2 separate regions of the Mus musculus genome follow, and region 1 is linked to region 2. The links are chromatin contacts, called in public HiChIP or PLAC-seq maps. All regions are on one chromosome and are shown on one strand. The core of a region is the stretch at or near the end of the contact, and the rest is flanking DNA. Distances in the headings are between cores, read along the strand shown.

Evidence for each region. HiChIP or PLAC-seq counts read pairs in DNA pulled down with a chosen protein or histone mark.
Region 1: a contact with region 2 is called in an H3K27ac HiChIP or PLAC-seq map of microglia, with 4 times the contacts expected there. The contact joins two enhancer-like sites. A contact is called at or near these places in 2 of 115 datasets of contacts at active chromatin or transcription factors (microglia and pancreatic cancer cells).

The regions. Positions count from the first base shown.
Region 1 is chr10:99,132,120-99,136,397 of GRCm38.p6, reverse strand. The region is part of intron 4 of Poc1b (POC1 centriolar protein B); the gene reads right to left. Among named protein-coding and RNA genes, the nearest start is that of Galnt4, 26 kb to the right of the region's middle. Within about 2 kb of position 2,902, at least 26 of the 459 cell types and tissues checked have an H3K27ac peak or open chromatin away from gene starts, as enhancers often do. A contact at or near this core is called in microglia, where this site is marked.
Region 2 is chr10:98,741,538-98,745,699 of GRCm38.p6, reverse strand. No RefSeq gene overlaps it. Among named protein-coding and RNA genes, the nearest start is that of Gm40750, 64 kb to the left of the region's middle. Within about 2 kb of position 1,334, at least 158 of the 459 cell types and tissues checked have an H3K27ac peak or open chromatin away from gene starts, as enhancers often do. A contact at or near this core is called in microglia, where this site is marked.

The DNA.
Region 1 (4,278 bases), core at 1,653-4,152, 390 kb before region 2:
TTTACCTCATTTTATAAAACAACTGGGGGCTGGGGAACGGTGATCTTCACTCAGGCCTTCTCTCCTCTTCTTTCCTTATAGTCTAATGCCCCAGTTTCACCCCCAGCTCTGTAGCAAGTCACCTGCTGTGGCCTTCCTCTCTGTCCTCTCTCCAGCAGATCACTTGGATCTTGTCCTACAGCTTCCCTCACCAGCCCCTTCCTTAATCTCAGCCTCTACCTTACGTAGCTCTCCATGGAACCCAAGAGCCGGTCACCACTCCTCCCTCGCCAAAAGCAGGCACACCCACAAGGCAGGCAGGCAGGCATCCTGCCTCTCCTCTAAACTCAGCTCACTCGCATCCACAGCTCTGTAGCAGACCACCAGCTGGAGCCTCCCCTCTCTCTCTGCCCCATTCCCAGGGGGCTAAGCAGATTCTGGTGATACGCTCTGCTTTCTTCCCTCTAGTGGAACTCTCCTAGACCCTCCCTTCTAGCCCACCCTAGTCTGTAGGTGTCAGCGCCCAATACCAGGAAGCCATTCTATTCAGAAGCAAGCCCAGTGGCCATACTTGAAAGGATCTCTGACGCATTTCATACCAGGCAATCTACAGCTATCACAGTCTCCTAAAAATTAGAAAGGACAACAGAAACTAAAGAGCTTAACATCCACCCAATAGGACAAGTCAATAAGTCAGCATGTAGAATTACAACCATCTCAAATCCAGATGCCTAGAAGCCAGCCTAAAAACAATCAATAATAGCCAGGACAATATGTCTCCACTGAAGCCCAGCAGCTCTGCTACAGTAGGCCCTGAAAAAAAACCATTAGAGGTCCTTAAGCAAGAAATAGAGAAATCTATGAAAAGTCAAATGAAGAAACTAGTTTGCCTTGCAGGTAGAAACAGAATCAATAAAGAAAACTCAAACGGAGCAAAGACTGTAAATGAAAAATTTAAGAACGTGAGCAGAAACCTCAGAGGCAAGCCTCTCTCACAATGAGAAATGGAAGAGAGAATGTCAGTCATTGAACATAAGAAGAAGAAATGGATATCCCGGCCAAAGAAAACATTAAATCTAAAAAAAATAACAACTACGAAAAATAACTAGGAAATTGGGGACATTATGAAAAGACAAAATCTACAAAAAATGGGAATAGAGGAAAGAGAAGAAAATATTTTCAACAAAATCATAGAAGAGAGTTTTTTTTTTCTTAACCTAAAGAAGGAGCTGTAGCAAGAGATACTTCAAAAGCTGTGATTATATATCTCTGAATAAGCATCCTTTATAAACGTGGAACGAAAAGCGAGGGGAGTCACAACCAGGAGAATGGCAATATGGGACATGATAAATGACATTTTTCAAGCTCAAGAAATGACAGCAGATGGAAACTGGGATCTATTCAAATAAGTAAATTATGCTGGAACTGGAAATACAGACACAAAATGTAGAAGCACTTTTTCTTACTTACTTTCAGAGAAAACCAGCTGCTGAACAACCCAGGTTTTTACCATGTGAACAAGTAAAATTGTCAAAAGGTGGGGGAATGGGGATATACTTAGTAAGTTCTAACATTTTGTCTAAAATGTTGTAAAATAAAATGTTATATATAATAGATGGTGTTAAGGATGCATAATCAGGGCTAGGCAGCGGTGGTGCACGCCTTTAATCCCACACTTGGGAGGCAGAGGCAGGCAGATTTCTGAGTTCAAGGCCAACCTGGTCTACAGAGTGAGTTCCAGGACAACCAGGGTTACTCAGAGAAACCCTGTCTTGAAGAAAAAAAAAAAAAAGGATGTATAATCAACTTCTAGATATTACCAAGGAACACAAAAATAACAGAGTAAATCCAAAATGTCAATAAAGGAGGGAAGAAATGTGGGAGACAAGCAATATTCAGCTGAAAGGAGAGCAGGAAATAAGTGAAATCAACGTAATAAGGAAATAAATACCTTGGCAGGGCGCTCGGCTAATCACAGGACCACTCACTAGCATGTACAGCGTGATCTGAAACTGGCAAGGAGAGATTCCAGCTGTGCACGATGACCCATCCTTACAATCTCAGCACCAGGTAGGCTGAGGCAGGACGAGCGTGAATTTAAGGCCAATCTGGGCACATAGTGAGAACCGTTTCAAAACAAAACAAGATTAAAAAATGCAAAAATTGCAGGTATAACTACTTAGAAATAAAATGACCTTTGGTAGTCCAGTACATAAAATACATTAAATAGATGACCGTTACTACCTTCATTGCATTCACCCAAATTATACATAACGACTTGAGTATCACATAAAAGTGACTCCGGTATAGCTCCAGGAAGAAGTCATGGAACACAAGGGCAATTGATGGCTGTCACTTGCTGATTCACACTATATGAAGGAACTACCCCAACTGTATTCATTCTATTCGAGAGTAGACTGAGGCCCAGAAAGGTTAAGTTGTATGCCTGGGGTCACATGCTTCCTTCTTGTAATGGCTCTGTGTCGTCTGTCTACTCAAACCTGCTGATGGTACTGCATCCCTGAGGGGGGAGTCGACTTCAACAGGAAGAAGGTGCCCAGCAACAGCAAGAGGCAAAGAGCAGTAGCAGCCAGCGTGTCTGCACCCTGGCTACAGGCTTAGCCGACCAGTGGAGCCGATGATTCTGTGTCCTTGGCATGGACACATAAGAGGCTCACTCTCTGAACGAGAAAACTGTTCTTGGAGACTTTCCCAATGAACCCCTCTTGCTTTAGTCCAGGGTTCAGTAAGCAACCTTCTGTACAGTATTCTGACATTGTTGGCAAAGAAGGCCCTAAGGAAGGCCTGCGAAAGGTCTAGAGCCTTTGGCAGCTGGCAGCGCCCGCCATTAGAACTCCGTAAGCTGCTTCCGTTCGGGCTCTGCTCAGTGTTTAAGCACAACTCAGTTCCTGCCGCGCTCTCGCTCCTCAACAGACCGAAATAAGGACCTTAAGCCATAGAGACCTTTTCAGTTCTGCTTTAGGACAATCTCGTCAAGGCTGGGTTCTCAAACAAGATATCCTGAGCAGTCAGGGACTCAATGGCCACCTAGACATTCCTCTTAACATTTCTGTTCTAACGGCAATAAGATGATCCAACATTTAAAAACGGGTATAAAAAGACTGCAAGAGTGCTGGAGAGCAGGCACATGGAAAGTTGCCCTGAGGTGAAATCCATTAACTTTCACCAGATTATTTACCAAGGACTATTCCTCGGGGTGGGGAGGGCCATGCGGTTCCACTAGTCACCCCAAGTAGCATGAAAGCAAGCGGTGTTGAAGGTCCCTCAGAGCCGCAGGTACCAGCAAGCCAAGGTAATCCACCACAGTTGGGTGTGTGAGGAAACACGGTTGGTCTGAGCAGGACTCGGCCAAAGGTTCCAGGAACAGGTGGAGCTGTGTAAATCCTTGGCTAACACGCACACATGATAGATAGGGGGAGTTTCTATTAAAGGCTCACGGAAACAACCTTGTCACAAAGAAACTCTCAAATCCTGCCACCAAAGTTAGCTGAGAGCACAGATCAGCATCTGCCTACACTTGACTTAGCCCACCACATTTCTGGGCAATTATTCTGAGCCCTCCTTAGCCCTAAAGACCGTGGTCCTTGCACTGCAGGGGAACTTTTCAAATGCCCTGTCCAGGTACCCGTGTCACTAGCTTCCTCTGCTCAGTCGGGCTTGGGCTCCAAAGTCAAATTAGTAACTATGACTTCTCCAACCTGGTGTGTGTGTGTGTGTGTGTGTGTGTGTGTGTGTGTGTGTTTTAATGTATTTGCTATTTGTCTCCCTAGGCAGAAGAGGCCCTGCCAGCACAGGGTTGCCCTGTTTCTGCTCCTCTTATACCCACAACAGAATTTGGAACAGCGCCTGGCAAGACAGCGCAGCAAGCTAAAATACTTGTAACTCTTAAGTCTAACAGGGGAGGAGACCTTATGCTAAAAGACTTCCGGGGCACTGGGACAGCAGCAGGCTCCAGCTGTTGCAGAAAGCCCCGCAGAGCAGGATCAGAGGGGAAGGCTTGCAGCAGGTGCAGAGACTCAGGATTCAGCTGTGCTGTGGAGGAGCCCTGCACAGCTGTGCGAAGGCAACTGAATGGTGAAAGGGACAAAGAGTGACAGTTTGTCACAGAAGGAAAACATGAGCCTGGCTAAGGAGCCACCCACGGGTCCAGGCTGGGAAACAGCATGGTTAGATCTGCCTTTTACAGAAGCAGTGACAAGTGCAGAGGTAGGTGTGTGTGTGAGGGAGAGAGAGCATGTGTGAGTGTGCATGCACATGTGTGTGTGTGTATGGTGCATA
Region 2 (4,162 bases), core at 85-2,584:
GTGTGTGTGTGTGTCTAAGGACTCACTTCTTAGAACTTGGGTTGTCAGAACTGACAGGAAGTGTCACTGAGTCATCTCACGTCCTGCCTTTACTGAGGGGAGAAGGGTAAGATCAAGAGGAGGCATCTGAGAGAAGACTTTGGTTTTTTAATCTCTGTAACAAGAAAGGAACAGCATTTATCTGTCTACATTCTTCCAGAGCCCTTGGTAAAGAACAGGGTAGGCTTGCAACCTGACCACATGCAAGTTTCTGCTTCCTCCAGCCCAGTTTAGTGTGTGGAGAAAGCAAAGCCCAACTTCTACAATGGAAATGGAATCTTTCATTGCTTTTTAAAAATCACTTTGTCTATTTATTAGTTTTGCAGTGCTAGGGACCTAATGTAGGACCTCACACATGCTAAGCCAGTGTCCTGTTGCAGGTTTTCCCCTCAACCCCTGTTAAACTACAGCTTACACGGTTAGGACTTTGCGGCTTTATTCCGCACTAGTTAAAGGGGGGTGTGGGGGGGGGGGGAAAGGGGGGAAAGGGGGGAAAGGAAAAGACATGATTGTTCCTAGGTATGGTGGAGGACAATATTTACTGTGGATAAAAGAGAGGAATAGCCAGAGACAGAAATACACCAGGAGAGCCCAGAGTGGTCGGTATCCTGAACCTTGTAGGGTGAGGAAGAGGGGAAGAGAGACACGGAGCAACCGGATGCTGCAGCCCAGAGGCCAAAGGTACAAAAAGGGGCAAGAAACTGAAATGTCTGGATTATATAGGGAAGAGCCTCTGGGAGGGAAGGACAGCCCAGCCACTGGGCTGGAGAGGTCAGCATGGCTGCCTGGGTAAGCGGGCCATCCTCTGTAACTGGTAGGGACTGAGGGATGCTGGGGGAACCTTGCCAGATTCTCTTTGATATGTTAATAAGGCACCTGCAACTCTGGTCCTGGGTTTGAAAGTTAAAAGAGCTGAAGTGTGAAACGAACGAATGGTGATTTTTTTTTTTTTTTTTTGGATCAACTTTTTAAGGAGTACTTCCTAGACAAAAGCAGTGAGTAGAGTTCCCACGTACCTAACAATTATACCTAAGTGGTCTGCTTGGAAACCTATTTGGGTTATTTTTCACATTTATAGAGTTCAAGGTAAATCCCAAACAGGGTTATAAACCACAGGAATTTTCAAGCCTATAATGGCCCCTCACCTTTTAAATGACCCCAAGGAGTGACAGGCCTCCTTGAAATCCGATCTGACTTGAGTAATTTGAAAAAATGTCTCACTCAGTTCCTGCCTTGAGGAGAAGCCGGAAGTCATGAGTCAGTTTCTCTGGTTACCATTGAGACCGCGTCAACTGAGAGAAGGCACTTTATAAACAGCAGTGAGATTACTTCCCTAACAATAAAACCTTCAGTTGTGCTTCCTCTACCGATAGGAAAGATTCGGGTAGTGTGAAAGATTTGGGTAGGGTGAAGACTTATGGAGAAGAGGCAACCTTGCTGTGCTGTGGAACCAGAGTTTGTTCTGTAAAATGTTCAGGCAGGAGAAGTAATGCCGTGTAATGACACCTGCAAATTTATTATTACACTGAGGCTGCTGTGATAGGGCCACAAGATAATAAATCCTGTGAGAAACCGGAATGATATGGAAAGACCACATAAAGGAGGACTTGGGTGCTTCAGTCAGCCAGCCCTGGGTAAGCTTCCGCCAAGTGAGCATGCACCACTTTGGAGTTTACTCCAGCCTGGCCACTGGGAGAATACACATTCAAGTCAGGGACACGGAGCTAAGTACTGCTTAGCTGAGGCCAATCAATGTTTGATATCATTAGTAGCAAAGGAATAATTGTGGCTATTATAAGCTACTAAATTTTGGGGTAGAAGGTCACATTTTAAAATTCAGAACCATTAAGCCTGACGACACAAATGTGTAAGATGTCTGGCTAACAAAGAGTTACCCGTGTTTCTGAAATACAAATCCATACACTCACACACCCACGTGTGTGGTTTTTTGTTTGTTTGGTTTTTTGTTTGTTTGTTTGTTTTTTGTTTTCCTTAATTTTTGGAATGAGTAGAGACTAGGAGCTATATCCTCAAAAGGCCCCAGAATACTCAGATAACTTGAAAAATATGCTATTAAAAAGTTGTGAAGAAGTGTCAGGAAGAAGAAGAAGAAGAAGAAGAAAAAGAAGAAGAAGAAGAAGAAGAAGAAGAAGAAGAAGAAGAAGAAGAAGAAGAAGAAGAGAGAGAGAGAGAGAGAGAGAGGACACGTGTGTGTGTGTGTGTGTGTGTGTGTGTGTGTGTGTGTGAGACAGGGTTGTATTGGTTTCATCTGGTCACTGTATTATGCCAGGACACCCTAGGGGAAGCTCTTGGACTTCAACATTCTGCCCAGATTCTTCTTTTTGAGTTGCACGAGAAAGCTTCACTCTTTTATTATTTTCATATTGAATTAGAAGCTCTTTTACATAAATATAATTTTCTTCAGCATCTGTTGATTTTTTTGGACCATGAAATTTAGCAGGAAATTAAAAGCATGAAGATTTGCATAGCATAATGCTGAGTTATGCAAGTTTGAAATAGGTCTTTATCTAATTCTGTCACAGAAATCTGTTTTTTAGGAGCAGAAGGCTCGGCAGGCTCACATTACTCATTTGTGCGTTTGCGAATGCCACCTCACTCTCCTCCCGAGATGACTCTGTGGCTCACCAGCTTCAACAGCCAGTCGAAAATGCACTTGCCAACAGCCTCGGTCGGATGCCAGCTCCTGGGGGGCTTTGACTGTGGTGGACAGCTTGACACGGAAGTAGCCGGAGTCAGGACAGAGTCAAGGTCGGGAGATAAAGTCGAGGCTTTAACCCCGGTGGCAGTCAGCATCGTCCATCTTGGCATACAGAACGGAGTACAAGGCCAAGCACTTAATGAGAATCTTTCGGAAACCTTGAATTGTATCGGTCCTCCATCTTCTGTCTGTCTTAGGAAGCAACACGCTGACTTCACGAAATGCTTTCAAGAACGCTAGGAGGTGCATGGTATATGCTTATAGCCCCTCACAGACAAAGGGGTTTCTTCAGGCCAGTGATCAAATACCAGTGGCTCAATTTCTGGTCTGAAGTTGTTCACAGATGTTCTGGTGTTGACAGATTGAACATTTAGCCCCTCTTTTTTTTTTTTTTCTCTATACCTGTTTCCTGGGTGAGACCCGAGTCCCTCTTAAAAACTCAGTTTAAATACTTCAAAGAAGTATCCATTTCTCTACCGCCTGGGTTTGTAATCTTCAGCTAGGAACTCCTCATACCATCCTTTAGAGGGAAACCATCTATAATGCCAATTGTTTAGTTTTGGAGCCGGAGAACATTTTATATATCAAAACAGACCTGGCTTCCAGGTTCTTCCAGCATCCCTCAGTCCCTTCCTGGCATTCCCTGCGCCCCCAACCTTGAACGTTCCAGCCTTGGGGCTGGGCTGCCCTTTCCCCAGAGGTCTCTCTCTCCTCTCTCTCTCTCTCTCTCTCTCTCTCTCTCTCTCTCTCTCTCTCTCTCTCTCTCTCTCTCTCTCTCCCACTCCCTTCCTCCTCCTCTCCCTCCTCCCCCTCCATTCTCTCTCTGCGCACTCTCCCATTCTTTCTCTCACTGCCATCTCCTCATGGTGACTTTCCTGGCCTCAATCCTTGGGGCCATCGAAGAACAGCTTTCCAGTAAACCTGCCTTTAATATAATCTAATCTGGCTTAAATTGGCTCATTTCACCAAGGGAAATCTATCACCAGTAAATTGTGTTGTTTTAATGAAAGCCCTCATTGCAAGCTAAATGTGGTGGCAAATGCCTGTTATCTCAACAGGTTTGAAGCTGGGGCAGGAGGAGTGAGTAGCCATTTTAGGCTACAAGGTGAAATCCTGTCCGGCAAACAAACACTCTCATAAACAAACACTCCTCCTTCATGTGAACTCCCGATCTTGACACTTGTTACAAAAGGGGTGAACAGCTATTTGTGTGTGTGTGTGTGTGTGTGTGTGTGTGTGTGTGTAGATAGGGCAAGCTTTACTCTTAATCAAGAGTGTGTGCTTGGAAGATCGAACACACGGAGAAAGGCAAATAATACACTTGGCTTTTGTTCTAACCCAGATAGTGACTGTGTCCTTCCCATTGGCTGGGGTCCAACCCTTAGTCAACAGTCACACCGGAAA